Regions from separate parts of the Mus musculus genome. Here all the other regions are linked to region 3. The links are chromatin contacts, called in public ChIA-PET and Hi-C maps. All regions are on one chromosome and are shown on one strand. Each heading gives the region's core, a stretch centred on a gene start, on an enhancer-like site or on the middle of the called end of the contact. The rest is flanking DNA. Distances are from core to core; before and after follow the strand shown.

What was found. A called contact is a pair of places that touch in the nucleus more often than the background predicts. ChIA-PET counts read pairs in DNA pulled down with a chosen protein or histone mark.
Region 1: a contact with region 3 is called in a Hi-C map of liver, with 1.9 times the contacts expected there. The contact joins the promoter of C4bp here to the enhancer-like site in region 3. A contact is called at or near these places in 12 of 39 promoter capture datasets (the 3T3-L1 cell line, the HPC-7 cell line, cranial neural crest and 7 more), 2 of 484 Hi-C or Micro-C datasets (both in liver), 1 of 115 datasets of contacts at active chromatin or transcription factors (pancreatic cancer cells) and 3 of 9 other capture datasets (adipose tissue, liver and pancreatic islet).
Region 2: a contact with region 3 is called in an H3K27ac ChIA-PET map of liver, with 3 times the contacts expected there. The contact joins two enhancer-like sites. A contact is called at or near these places in 2 of 15 datasets of contacts at CTCF or cohesin (the G1E-ER4 cell line and pro-B cells), 62 of 484 Hi-C or Micro-C datasets (the 3T3-L1 cell line, 3T3-L1-derived adipocytes, the AML12 cell line and 42 more), 6 of 115 datasets of contacts at active chromatin or transcription factors (embryonic stem cells, hepatocytes, liver and 1 more) and 1 of 9 other capture datasets (adipose tissue).

What each region holds. Positions count from the first base shown.
Region 1 is chr1:130,658,304-130,663,313 of GRCm38.p6, forward strand. C4bp (complement component 4 binding protein) reads right to left here and starts at 3,315. Exons shown (of 10, transcript NM_007576.3): 1 at 3,145-3,315.
Region 2 is chr1:130,676,215-130,680,842 of GRCm38.p6, forward strand. It overlaps the pseudogene C4bp-ps1. Among named protein-coding and RNA genes, the nearest start is that of C4bp, 17 kb to the left of the region's middle. Within about 2 kb of position 2,552, at least 2 of the 459 cell types and tissues checked have an H3K27ac peak or open chromatin away from gene starts, as enhancers often do. A contact at or near this core is called in hepatocytes and liver, where this site is marked.
Region 3 is chr1:130,760,508-130,765,404 of GRCm38.p6, forward strand. No RefSeq gene overlaps it. Among named protein-coding and RNA genes, the nearest start is that of Gm28856, 3.4 kb to the right of the region's middle. Within about 2 kb of position 1,289, at least 25 of the 459 cell types and tissues checked have an H3K27ac peak or open chromatin away from gene starts, as enhancers often do. A contact at or near this core is called in hepatocytes and liver, where this site is marked.

The DNA.
Region 1 (5,010 bases), core at 2,065-4,564, 100 kb before region 3:
ATTTATTCTGTATCCCTCTTTTAATTGCATCATTTACTCTCTTGGTAGGCAGGGCATTTCTTTTTAAATTCTTTACATAGTCTAAATAATAATCCTCTACCAGATGTGTAACTGGTGAAGATTGTCTAAAAGAGGATGTTTTCTTCTTCATTCTGTAGCTGCCGCTTTACACAAATAACAGCAGCCTTTACTCTACAGAAGCATTCTAGCCTTGTGAGGTCCCATTTATTAATTGATGGTCTTAATGCCTGTGCTGCTAGTGTCTTGCTCAGAAAGTTCTTTCCTGTGCCAATGAGTTCAAGCCTATACAGCATAGTCTTAGAGATGGACAAAGAGAAAACTGGAATATGAGGGTTAAATAGGGAGGGTAATGGGAGAGGGGAATAAATGAGGGAATATGGGGAGTGACAACCAATATATTAAAAGCCATTTGCAAAATTATATGGAAATATGCTACTGTAGACACTTCCTAGAATATATACATTTATGGAATGAATTTAAATGGAATAACCATATAATGGGGGAGATAGTGCCCCAACTAGATACCTTATGCCACCAAATGAATATCACAGGCTATTTCTAACTAAGGCTATTGTTTGCTTTCCACCTGATGGTAAGACCCCATTGCTGAAAACTACATTACTTATGTTGCCAGACAGAAACTAAGCTGGTACCCAGCTAGAAGCTTCACCCTTACTAACTAGCACTCGTGATACTTGGAGGTACTTGTACACTATAGGAGGAGGAATGTATTCATCAATATTACCTTGATACAAACTCTAAGACCCACAACAGAGATCTGCCTGCAAGATATCCTGGTGCAATAGTGACACAAATGATATGGAAGGAAACAATCACTCTTTTTTATTTTAATTGGATTTAGTCTCCTTTCCATGTGATGGATTCCATATCTGGCACTGATAAATTGTCTAAGATAGGTCATGACTTAGAGGAAAATCTATTGATATTATTGTTGTTGTTGTTGTTGTTGTTATGCCCTATAAACATAGCAATAAAATGAATCTTAATGATACATTGCTATACCCATATATTAGTACCTCACTAAACCCCACCAAGAGAAGCTTCTTCTTGCAGTTAGATTGGCATTAACACAGTCACCCAAAACTGGACAATGTGTAGAAAGTGAGACTTTACTCAGTCCTAAATGGGATGTCTTCATCAAACCCCACTTCTTCCAGGATCTCTGAGTAAGAGAGTTGGAAAGACTGTAAGAGCTAAAGGTAGTAGATGGCTCGCTCTAAGGAAATAGTGTCATCCATACACAACTCTTAGCTTTTTACCTAAAAACAACTCTATAATACATGTAATTCTATGTATAAAAATACAAATATAGTTTTAATGAACTTTTTCTCATCTGGGCTAATGGTGATAATGAGTCCTCCAGTGTTACCTCCTTCCAGCCTAGCAAGGCTGGCTGTGACCATCTGCCACCACTTGAGCGGAGCCACCTGCTGTGCTGCTCTTTTGATGTGCCACTACTTGCCTGAGGCCCAACCTGCCACCGGAGGCCAAAGCGGTTCTCTCCCAAGAATTTTCCGGAGTTAACACCTAACTGAGATCTTCGCAGGAGTTCCCACTAAAAGGCTGAACCTATCTACTTCTAAGGAACTTGCTTGGCCAGGGATGGGCTTCCCCTTTTCTTTATAAAGCATGTTTGCTGACATTAAAATTGAACCTTGAACAGAAAGCTTGTCTTGGTTCCTTCCTTATCTCAGCGCAGCCCAGCCCTTCTTCTCTTCCAGGTTTCCAAAATGCCTTTCCAGACTAGAACCCAGGTCTGTGATCTGCTGGCCGGACACAACACTCCAGGACCCAAAGACTAACTAACAAAACCCTCAATACCAGACATAAGAATCCCTTTTTTGAGTTTTTATCTTGGGCTGTCCAAGAGACTCCCAAGACATACAGCCTCTTGCTATTGCCCTTTGTTATGCCCTAACAGTGAAAGGTAAGTCTCTATTGCTGAAGACACCATACACTTCAGAAACAAGGTCAAGAGATCCCTGAAATGGAACTGATCTGAATGTCCCCTCTCTGGGGACTTAAATGTTACTAGAAGACATTGTGCAAGCTTCCAAAAAAAGGGGAAAGGCAACCAATAGTCCTACCCAGCTCTGATGCCCATGAATGCATCAATGACCAACATGATACAGTAACCCTAAGGGTGTAATAGTGGGACATATTGTTTGAAAGTAACCAGAAACTCTCTAATTGTATTTAAGGCCCATTCAACCATGTCTGTTGCTATAAACCTAGCTAACTAACTACTCAATGCTAGTGAAGTTCCAGTTATTAGAGAATCTACAACTACTAATTTACTAAGCCAGCATAATCTCTAACAACATTCTATAAATATTTATCGTCATACTCACATAGTCTTGAACCCCTCATCAGAAAACACACACACACAAAACAAAAAACAACAACAGAAAAACCCCAACTTCTCTTTGTAACAGAGGCCACCGCAGAAAACTACAACCAATCAAAATGCAGAGTTATGGGTCCCAGTTCTGATGTCTACATCTAAGAAACACTCCTGCACCTGAGAAGAAACTACAGAGGAGGTGGCAGAACGATTGTAGGATCCAAGGGTCCAAGGAATTTACTGTGAAATTGTGTCACCTAGCAACATCAGAAACTGTATCAGAAAAGTCTCACCAACATGACCTCCCAAACATGACCCAAACAAGAACACTGATGAACATACAAAACTAGACAGTGGAATCCCACGAGGCTTTGATTCTACACAAAGAACTATAGGCAACTGAGGAAAGCTGGTAGTAAGAGCTGTGGTATTTCCCATGGAAGATCCACAGCAATTGGTTTCCTAGCGCCAAATTATCAGCCCTGAAAACATACATAAAAGTAACATTATATGGACTGAACAGGTTGTATTTAGGAATAGATGCATGTGATAACAATTAATTTAAAAAAGGAGACTATATTTGAAAGAGAACAAGAAGGGCTGTATGGGAAGATTTGGAGAGAGGAAAAGGAATGGGAAAATGTAATTAAATTGTAATCTCAAAAATAATAAATAGAACACAGAGGAGCACACACTAAAGAACCTGATGACCAGCTTTACCCACAATGCCCCACCCAAGTGCTCAGTAGCCCACTGACCTGCAATAGCAGAGAAAGACTCTGTGGTGGTACTTGGATCTCTACTGTACTAGTTTCTCCCAAGATGAGAGTTGATCATATTATCCTAAAGCTGGCCAGTACTTGCTCCATCAAAAAAGCTTCTGAAGTCTACCCACGCAAGTGATCCTTGCATTCCACCCACACAAGTTTCTGGTTAAGCAGTTGAGTATGACGGACAGGGAGACAGTCTCCTCTGTCCCGGTGAATGATTAACAGACTAGAGCAGCAGTGTTTATTTAATCTCCTTCTCTCCCAGCCCTCATTCTTCATCATGTGTTGGAATTATTTATTTTCTTCTCTGCCAACCATTTCCCCTAAGTTAGAAGGGGACTTGGAATTTGATGCCAGAATTTTCTGTCTTTTCATAATCATAAGAGTTATGCATCACAAAATCCAACCAGCCTAGGAACCTTGAGTTGGAGTTCAGACCCACTCTGACTAAAATGATTCTCTTCCCAGGACTGCAGACCCACTCAGGGACGTTGGATCTGAGGATCTTACTCTTCACTGGTCTCCAGGCATCACCAGGAGCTACAATAGACACAGTATGTGTGTTGTTTATTGAGTTCCTGCTGTGTGCTGACCTGACTGGAACATACTCAGAGCTCCACAGATATTAGCAACTACCACTACCAGGCACCAAAGGATCTCCAGAAGTCAGTCTGACACTCGTCAATATTCAGAAAAATGTAATGAAGAGGCTAATTTATGTGTTTGCGATCACATAAATATACAGATAAAGTCAAGTCCTGAAATGGACCCTTAGTCTGTTAATAATAAGTTTAAAGATTTGTGTGCCCCAAGGATTGCTCTTGGAAAGCACTTCTGGACCAGTGAGATGGCTCTGTGGGTAAATGTGCATGTCATGAAGCCTAAAGACCTGAGTTTTATCCCCAGATTGAACCAATTCGTATATGTTGTCCTCTGACTACCACAAGCATGCCATGCCCCAAATGCCCCTCATATAAATAAATAATTGTAACTCTAAGTAGTAAAAATTAGTTCTTACCAGATGTAGTGTATAATCTTGTAACTGTAGCACTTGGGAGGCTGAGGCAGGAGGATTATGATTTCAAGATTAACCTGGGCTACATAGTAAGATCCTATCTCAGAAACCAAAGGCTGGAAATGCTGTTGGGTGGTAGAGCACTTGTCTGATATGTCCAAAATCCTTGGGTTGGATCAACATAGGGAAAAAAAATTTTTTTGACATCATAATTTATGCTCTGTAATAAACACTAATGGCCTCACAAATTGAGCTCCTCCGTGAAGTTTGACCAAGTTATAAGATTTGGGGTGCACCTTCACTGATAAGCAGAAATTACTGAGAGGAAAATGAGGAGGATATTAGAGGTAAAGAAAGCACAGCCACGTCACAAAGGTAAGAGACTGATTTAATGTGATAAGAGTCCATGTAAAAGCGATCCTATGAAGTCCCGGAAGCTGATTTGGAGGAAATACCGCCCTCAGTTCACTCTTCCAAATATCGTTTATCAGTATCTTCAAGTCCTTTTCCTGCTTTCTACTACGGTAAGCGCAGAGTTCTCTCTCCCAGGGGACTAACTTATCTAAATCACAACAAATTATTTTGCCTTCTATTTTATGAAAACATTGTGCATTAGTTTAATCCGTGTCATTTTTTTTGTCCTGATCAACCCTGATTTAAAGGGTTGATTCTTCTTTTCTAAATTTTTCATCTTGTCTCTTATCCTGAAGTGTTCCTGCCATCTTGCCAAAACTTCAAACTCCTTTTTCTCCTTTAGTCTGATGCTGAGCTTCTCAAGAATGCAGTCTTCATCTGCAGGTTCAAATGTGCTACATTCACTCCAGTAGTGACAAGCGCGA
Region 2 (4,628 bases), core at 1,302-3,801, 83 kb before region 3:
GAACACCAATGGCTTGTGCTGTAAGATCAAAAATTGACAAATGGGACCTCATAAAATCGCAAAGCTTCTGTAAGGTAAAAGACCTTGTCAATAAGACAAAAACGCCACCAACATATTGGGAAAGGATCTTTACCAATCCTAAATCAGATAGGGGACTAATATCCAATATGTATAAAGAACTCAAGAAGATGGACTCCAGAAAACCAAATAACTCCATTAAAAAATGGGGCACAGAGCTAAACAAAGAATTCTCAACTGAGGAATATCGAATGGCTGAGAAGAACCTGAAAAAATGTTCAACATCGTTAATCATCACGGAAATTCAAATCAAAACAACCCTGAGATTCCACCTCATACCAGTTAGAATGGCTAAGAGCAAAAATTCATGTGACAGCAGATGCTGGCGAGGATGTGGAGAAAGAGGAACACTCCTCCATTGTTGGTGGGATTGCAAACTTGTATAACAACTCTGTATATCAGTCTGGCAGTTCCTCAGAAAATTGGACGTAGTACTACCGGAAGATCCAGCAATACCTCTCCTGGGCATATATCCAGAAGATGTTCCAACCAGTAAGAAGGACACATGCTCCACTATGTTCATAACAGCCTTATTTAAAATAGCCAGAAGCTAGAAAGAACCCAGATGTCCCTCAACAGAGGAATAGATACAGAAAATGTGGTACATTTACACAATGGAGTACTACTCAGCTATTAAAAACAATGAATTTATGAAATTCCTAGGCAAATGGATGGATCTGTAACCCAATCACAAAACAACTCACATGATAGGCACTCACTGATAAGAGGATATTAACCCAGAAACTTAGAATATCGAAGATACAGTTTGCAAAACACATGAAGCTCAAGAAAAACAAAGACCAAAGTGTGGACACTTCGTCCCTTCTTAGAATGGGGAACAAAACACCCATAGAAGGAGTTACAGGACAAGTTTGGAGCTGAGACGAAAGGATGGACCATAGAGACACTGTCCCACCCACCAGCAAGATTTTGCTGAAAGGACCCTGATATAGCGGTCTTTTGTGAGGCTATGCCAGTGCCTGGCAAACACAGAAGTGGATGCTCAGAGTCATCCATTGTACAGAGCACAAGGTCCCCAATGAAGGAGCTAGAGAAAGTACCCAAGGAGCTGAAGGGGTCTGCAACCCTATAGGTGGAACAACAATATGAACTAACCAATACCCCTAGAGCTCCTGTCTCTAGCTGCATATGTATCAGAAGATGGCCTAGTCGGCCATCATTGGGAAGAGAGGCCCCTTGGTCTTGCAAACTTTATATGCTTCAGTACAGGGGAAACACCAGGGCCAAGAAGTGGGAGTGGGTGGGTAGGGGAAGGGGGAAGGAGGGTATAGGGGACTTTCAGGATAGCATTTGAAATGTAAATGAAGTAAACACCTAATAAAAAATTGGGAAAAAAAGGAAAAAATATTAACCTTGAACATGTACATACCTTAGAGTATGCTTGTATTATCAGCTGGTTGATGCATGCTAGGAATAGTACCATAGACTATCAGATCAACAAAATAAACATAATGAAATTAAAATTTAAAAAAAGAAAAAAAGTAAGAAAGAAAAGACTCCTTATAAATGAAAAGGCAGTGTTTACCAACTGAATCAGGTGGCACATCCTTGGGCCTCCTCCATTGTCCGCCTCAGACAGTAGAGTGAGTCTATGGTTCTGGAAAAAACAATGAATAGAGACATGGCCTAAGGTTCCACATTCCAGAAACAGACCCCTTATATAGAGTTGGCTACATATTGGTCCCCTGTAACACAGTAAAAGTCACCATACAGATAGCTACTGGGGCCAAATATATACTTCTATTTAGAAACCCAGATAAATTTTAAAACCACTTAATAGGAACTGGGATCTCCAGTGGACGAAATGTCCCAGTGCTCAGCTTGAGACTGGGGCACATGCCCTCAAATGTCTATGCCATAATCCCTGAATATATTGTGAGAGCCAACATATTCGAGGGGAGGCACTTGAAAACTTCCATGGGAAACTTTGGTTAAGGTACATAGAAAACAAACATGTCTTGGTCATAAAGCCAATCTTGAGACGCCACACCCGTGGTACCACTGACCCCAGGGTCATATACCAGTTCTTTCTAAGGGTGTGGCAAGTACCAAGAGATCACAGAAATCATCTGGAGTTAGGAAGGGTAAGCATCACTATGCTGATATGGGATCCCTTTAATTTGTTGTCATGCCAAAAAGCTTGGGTAACCCCCAGAAAGAACATATCTTAAGACAGTGAGTTACTGGGAATTAAACAAAGTGTATCTGGCTATACTTAACACTGTTATACTGTTGAAGTCTCAAATACACTCAAGCTGGGCCATCACCACTGCGTCCTGTGGGCTAGATTTGGCCAATGGTTTCTTCAGTTCCAATATAGTAGTTGAAAGGTAAGAATCATTTGCCTTTACCAGGAAAAGTCATCAGTGGACTTTCACCAGGTTGCCTCAGGGTTATTTACAAAGCCTCAAATTATGCCATGGGATCACAAATCTGACCTAGCAGAATGGACCAAACCAGAGACTATTCAAATATTGCATTGCATTACATTGATAAGACATTAATCCAGACAAGGTCCAAGGACCTGGGACATTTATGAAATATTTGAGTCTTGCCTGTTACAATGAACGAAAGTATTGCTACAGATGTAACATACAAGGTACAAGCTTTCTGCCTCTCTGCATGGTTAAGCAAACATAGAAATTTGTGGGGCTACTTGATTACTAGAAGATTTCCATTTCATACCTGGCTCTTCCTGCCTAAGGCTGCTCTACAACTGGAATATAAACCAAGAGGTAAAGGACTGAACAGAAGTTCATTCTACAGCATTTAAGGAACCAAAACAAGCTGTGGGAAACGCACAGGGTATATAGATGCTTAATACACCCTAAGGTGCTAACATATGTCTGTTGGAAAAACAAATGTATCCTACTTACAAAGTCTTAATAATCACAAAACCCATTTACCTAGAAGCTGTTGGCAAGACACTGATGACTTACCCACTAGAGGCTGGATAGTTTGGTCATAGACAGTGCTGATGACCATTTTGGTTAAGTAAGAGTATCTTAGACAGAAGGGGTAATAACACATCTCCCTCAGTAGAGAACTCCAACAGTTTTGGCACCCCAGTAACTATCAAACAGAAGGAGTGACTTGTACCTAATGAAATGTTGGACCACCACTCAGGAGTGAAGGGAGGAGAAGCAATTACAAATTGGTGCATCAGCAAAATGAAATCACACCTAACAGAGAGCAGTAACCTACTACTGAAAGATAGAAAGCTTTTATGTTGATGAAGGTCAAGTTTACAGCAGTTAGTGTACCAAACCCCACACAGTATGGATCCTAGTTATGTGAGAAGAGAAACTCCTAATTATAAGCACAGAGAGTTGTGCCATGTTCAAAGCCCATCTTGGCTTCCTTAGTGGCAGAGTCAGCAGTGGTCCATTAACAGACACTTACTGTGGGGACAAGAGCCAAGGAGAAATACGAGGGATATATACAACACAATAAAGTAATGTTATAGCATGTTGCTGCTCAACAATACTTACAATGATGCGGTTGCTCAGACTGAAAAAGACTCTGCCAGACTACACAGATGAAAGGGCGAACATGCCAGAAAGCTGTTGCAACATAACGGAGACTTAGAGGACAGACATTGTACATGCTTACCAAAAATATGTGGGATGATCTCAGTGGTAGCCCTGGTACACACCAAGAGGGAAGATGCTCAATGTCAACCTTCTACCAGGCTCAGGGGAAGAGTCATCCAAAAGACTACCATGCAGGGCCCACTGGAGCCACTATATGATAACTGAAAACTGCCAGGACCATTAAACAGGGCATGAAGTCAGACAGTTGATGAGTAGCCAAGGCCTGCTGTGTGTCTTGCATCTACCCTTCTCAACCCAATTGGGCCAGGGCTCATCAGGAGCAGAACACATCCAACATATGAATAAGTGACTGAACCAGGCTTTAAAGACAGACTCCCACTTATCTCCATAAAGTTTTGAGAATGCTCACTAAAAAGCCTCAGAAAAAAAAAAAAAGCCAGCAGCAATAGACATAATTACCTAACAGAAGTCCCTAGCATTTCGACTACAAAGTAAATGGACCGGTCTCTTTAGCCAGCATGGGAACCTGAGAGGAATTTGCTCCTCCCGGATCAAACTAATGTAACACCATCCACAGAGAACCTTATGTAACCCTAGAAAGTCCCAGCCATTGCTATGTTTATCATGCTAGGAAAATGGTCTAAGATTAAAGTTTGCCCTGTAGCAAGAATCACTCACAAAGAGACATATTATTCAAACAAAAGGCAAGTGCATCTCACAGTAGTATCTATCTTTTCTCTCTCTCCTGAGTCGTAGCCTGACCAAATGTTACCCTAGAAGCTCTTCTGACACAGGCCACACCATAGCATATATCTCACCCAGGGATGCAGACATTTCTCTTTTGGTATCTATTAAACATTCTTATTTCTCTTTAGTAGGCAGCAGGGACTCTATTCCTCCACTGGGCTATTGGGCTAACACTGGTTTTTAGCATACTAATAATAGTTGAGTTTGCCCTGAGACACCCACAGTGGA
Region 3 (4,897 bases), core at 39-2,538:
TTCAAGGCCTTACTGGGATATAGGGTGAATTCAAGACCAACTTGAGCACCTTAGTGAGACCCAGTCTCAAAAGCTTAAAGGGCTAGGGATGGAGCTCAGGGGCAATCTACTTGTTGTATAGCATGTGTAAGGCCCTGGGTTCAACCACACACACACACACACACACACACACAGAGAGAGAGAGAGAGAGAGAGAGAGAGAGAGAGAGCAATCAAACCAAGCCAAAGAAGAAGAAAAAATTTAACTTAGCATCACTTTCTCAAAGGCATGATTGTTCACTAGAACTTTCCCCAAAGATTAAAAAAAAACCACACTACACCTGCTCTGCCCAGCTGAGTACCCACTAGCTCCATGGAGCTACAAAGACCTAAAAGTAGCTAGTTCACCTCAGTGAGGGACCAAACTTTTAAGTTTGTTTCATTTTAACTAATCAAAATTAAAGTTGCTAAAAGTGTGTGAGTGTGTGTGTGTGTGTGTGTGTGTGTGTGTGTGTGTGTGTGTGTTTGTGTGTGTAAAAGCCCCTAAAACACACTGTGTGCCTGCCGATGTGGATTTTTAGAATTGAACTAGTGTCCTCTGGAAGAGTAAAAAGTGCTTTTAACCACCCATGCACCCCAAGCCTCCAAGTTCAACTTCACCTGGGGTGTGGAGTGTGGGACACCGAGCTCTGGTCAGTCTGCTGTACTCTACCTGGAAATGCTTCGTGAAGTAGTCACAACATCTTCTTACCCACCTTAATGTCACACCTTTTCCCTTCTTAAAACACAAATGTGCCCTAAGACTCCTGAAAATGAGTTTCTGAGTCACTAGTGATACTCTTTGTGGCAGATTCAGTAGGCCTTCTTGTGTTGTGTTGCGGTTTCGGTTTAGTTTTGTTTCTTCTCACAGTAGTCTTCTTTGACACAGTTGGCAACCCCGCTGTGAGCTCGTGCTCTTAGATTCCAGAGATGTACCTGTATGCTCACCTTTAAGAACATCAAATTTGAACCAGCTGGGGAACTCTGCCCCAACATCCTTTCTGTGGAGATTCTCTTTCCCTGTCTTTTTACAGCGGCTCCTTACCACTCTTTGGGGCTCTGGTTACATTTGCTGGGTCCTCTAAAGGTAACCCCAGTCTTTGCTTTCATTGTATTGCCTGTGTGGCATTCGCCACAGTCTTATCTCTCCTTGTTTATTGCTTAGTTTCATTTTATTTACTTCCTCTTTCTATAAACCTAATATAAACATTATGAAAACAAAGACTTTGTACACCTTGCAGAAGGATTCTTGGCACAGGACAAGTATTCAGCAAATATTTGTTTAATGACTAGATGAAGGTGTTCTCTGGAACATTCTAAAAGAGGATGTGGCCAGTACTGAAAATGCTGTAGACACCTGAAAATCAGCTAACCTATTTTGGGCTGGCAGGGATGGAGGCTGGATAAGAAGTCCCTAATAATCCCAACACAAACTGTCTCAGTGGAGGTTAATTTGGTTTGTTTGTTTGTTTGTTTTGTTTTGTTTATAATTTATTTTATTTTATGTGTATTAGTGTTTTGCCTGCCTGTATGTCTGTTTGAGTGTGTTATAGATGATTGTGAGCTGCCATGTGGGTGCTGGGAATTGAACCTAGGTCTTCTAGAAGAGTATTCAGTCCTCTGACCACTGAGCTATCTCTCCAAGCCCTGGTTTGTTTATTTTGAGGCCACGTGTTGCTGTATAGCCTGAGCAAGCCTAGAATTCACACTCCTCCTGATCTTGGTTCCCAAGCACTGGCATGGCACATGTGTTCTACCAAGCTCAGCTCAGTAGAGAGGTGAACATGGACAATTAACTTGAGGATGTGGGAAATTCAGGGAGCATAGCATTAAACTGAGCTAGAAAGGGGGAGAGAAAGCAAGCCAGGGAAGTTGACCAATGCTAACCAAGGGTCCAGGTATCTTTGTATCCTTTGCTTTAAAAAAAAAAAAAACAGATTTGAACTTGATCACATGCTAGAAGGAAAGAGTCAGTTGAAGAATGAGGAAAGTGGTCAGAAGGAGGCTCTTGAATGAAAGCGGATGAGACACAATCTATCTAGTAAAGAAGAATGGGTTCTTGGGAAAGGTTGGCACTTCTCCAGGTCTGGGTGAGAGAGACTGTGGACAGAAAAGGGAATACAATCAGGAAAGAGCAGGAAATGAAAGGGCTTGTTCCTTGTGGATTGCGTTTTCCACTTTAACTTAAAAAGCCCTGTGAGCTGCTGAAAATAAGGATCAGGCAAAGAGAAGTCAGGTGTGACAACCGGTCTGGTATCTAAGCTACTTAGAAGGTTTAGGCAGGAAGATCACAAGTTCAAGTCCAGCCTGGGCTACAGAATGAAGGTAAGATGAGCTTGGGCAACTTAGTGAGGCCCTGTCTCAAAATAATAAACAAACAGAGGGAAATGTAGAAAGAGAAGGGAAGGGAGAGGGGGGAGGAAGGAAGGAAGGAAGGAAGGAAGGAAGGAAGGAAGGAAGGAAGGAAGGAAGGAAGGAAGGAAGGAAGGGAGGGAGGGAGGGAATAGCTCAGTGGTAGAGTACTTGCTTAGCATCTACATGGCCCTAGGTTTAATCCTCAGTAGCACACACACACACAGAGACACACCCACACACCCACCCACCCCCCCCCCACACACACACACAGAGAGAGAGAGAGAGAGAGAGAGAGAGAGAGAGAGAGAGAGGGGCTCTTGCTGCCAAGCCTGAGTTCTATCCCCAGGACTCTCATGGAAGAAGAAGGCTAGAGCTAACTTCCACAGGTTGTCCCTCTGCCTCTGACACAAATAAATAACAAAGTCATAACTAAAGCGTAATGTAAAGAGCTTGGTAAGAGAGGGTGCTTAGAAATATGGGAAATCGGAATGAGAAATACTTAGTTTGGAACAATGACCAAGACGAGCATGGAGACAGTAAAGTGACCTTTGTATTCTTCAGGACAAGTTCTGGGCCACATGTCCCTCTCAGGTGCTCTGAAAGAGGCCCCACATTCACCGTTCCATAGTTACCACAGCATGTCTTCATCAGAAGATCTTCAAATATTTAAGTCAATCTGCTGTTCTCTTAATGTAGTTCCAGAAAGTGTAAGACGACCCTCCAGTCTCCTGTTAGTGCTTAAAGGAAAGGTGTGTGAAAATACATCTTGTGTACATGAAGGGTAGTCAGGGGTGCTATTAGGTTCAAATGGTAGAGAAGATCTACTTCAAAAAATGGTCTGGGATATGGAACACACTGCTTCTGCTCCCTACGGTCATCCCAGATATGAGAACTAGACGTTACCTGGGGCAGAGGTGAAAGGGGCTGAACCACACACAAGAGGCTCAATTGGAGTTTCGTGTGTAGTGACAATCAAGGGTGCTGAGGAAGATCAGAATAGAAGTCCGCTATGGAGTCCTTTGGGCTAACAGGTCCTGCCTGTCTTAAGAGCAAGACCCCACAGGCTGAGCATACATTCTTCCCTCCCAGGAGTTCAGTTCTCAGAAATGAGAACCAAGGAGTACTGTGGGGAAGGCAGGTGACTTACTAGACTCAGAACTCTCCCCCACTTCCTGAAACAAACAGCTTGGAGGGCTCCTGCTAAGCGCACTTCAGGCAGACTTATTGAAGGGGTGGCTCCTGAGCTGTGTAAACTAGCAATGCCGCTCATGCGCAGTCTCCTGACCCAGGCAGCCGTGGGACTGGACTCTTCCTTCTCTCCTACAGCTTCTTCCTCTCACTGACGTAATTTGTCCTTCCACGCAGGTCTTTCAAATACGATCCTTGGCAGAGGTGTGGCAAGAATCAGAGCAGAGCAAACATTTAAAGAACTGGGTGTACTGCATTCTGGATACAAGTGCAAAGAGGGGAGGTCGCGGGTGAAGTTTGGCCTTCAGAGAGCATTCCGATGTGGGACACTGAGTCCCAGTGGGTACATCTGACCTGAGGGATGACGAAGAGAGGGCAGGCGGGGCAGATAAAAGGCGTGTGAGTAAGAAAAAGATAATGAGCTCCATTTTGAAGGGGAAAGTCCTCCTGATAGGTAAAAGGAAAACTATTCTGAAATAGGCTTTGCTTGAGAACAAAGAAGAGGTGCTCAACTCCTCACCTGTGGGTATCACATCAGCCTGTCCCAGGGGCTCCACTCACATCTAGATTCCTATTTGGTTCCAAGGCCATAAACCAAAGTAGAGGCTCTGGTAGGACTCCTACATCTGGACAGGGTCCCAGCAGGAAATGACAATGGGCCAGTATTATTCTCAGGCAACAGAAGACCTCTAGAGAGGAACCTCGGCAGACAGACTCATCTTCTCTACAAATCAGCATTGACTATACTTAGAAAAACAAGGCCAGTAGGCAATGGTGAAGCAAGGGTCCTTGTCCTCTAACATAATGTGCTTGTACAATGGAGGGACCACTTGGATGCCGTCCTCTTATCTGCTATCTGTTAATCTCCCGCAGTAAGGCTTCACACTACATAGCTGTTTTTTATCTGGCAGCTTGAGGCAAACCATACCACACCACATCACAGCACATACATTATACCATATACACACCATATCTCACACACACACCACATATACTACATATACTACACATAAATCATAATACATCACAATATACTACATATGCCACACACACATACAAACATATCACACACATACACACATACATATACACACACCACATTACATACACACGACACACATATACATACATTACACACTCACAATATACTACATATACCACACACACACATACATCATACTATACTATATATCATACACATAAACATCCTACACCATACATACATACATACACTATACACAAATCACACATCACAATATACTGCATATACCACACACATACACACACACACACAAACCACACACACATACACATACATATACAGTACACACAAATCA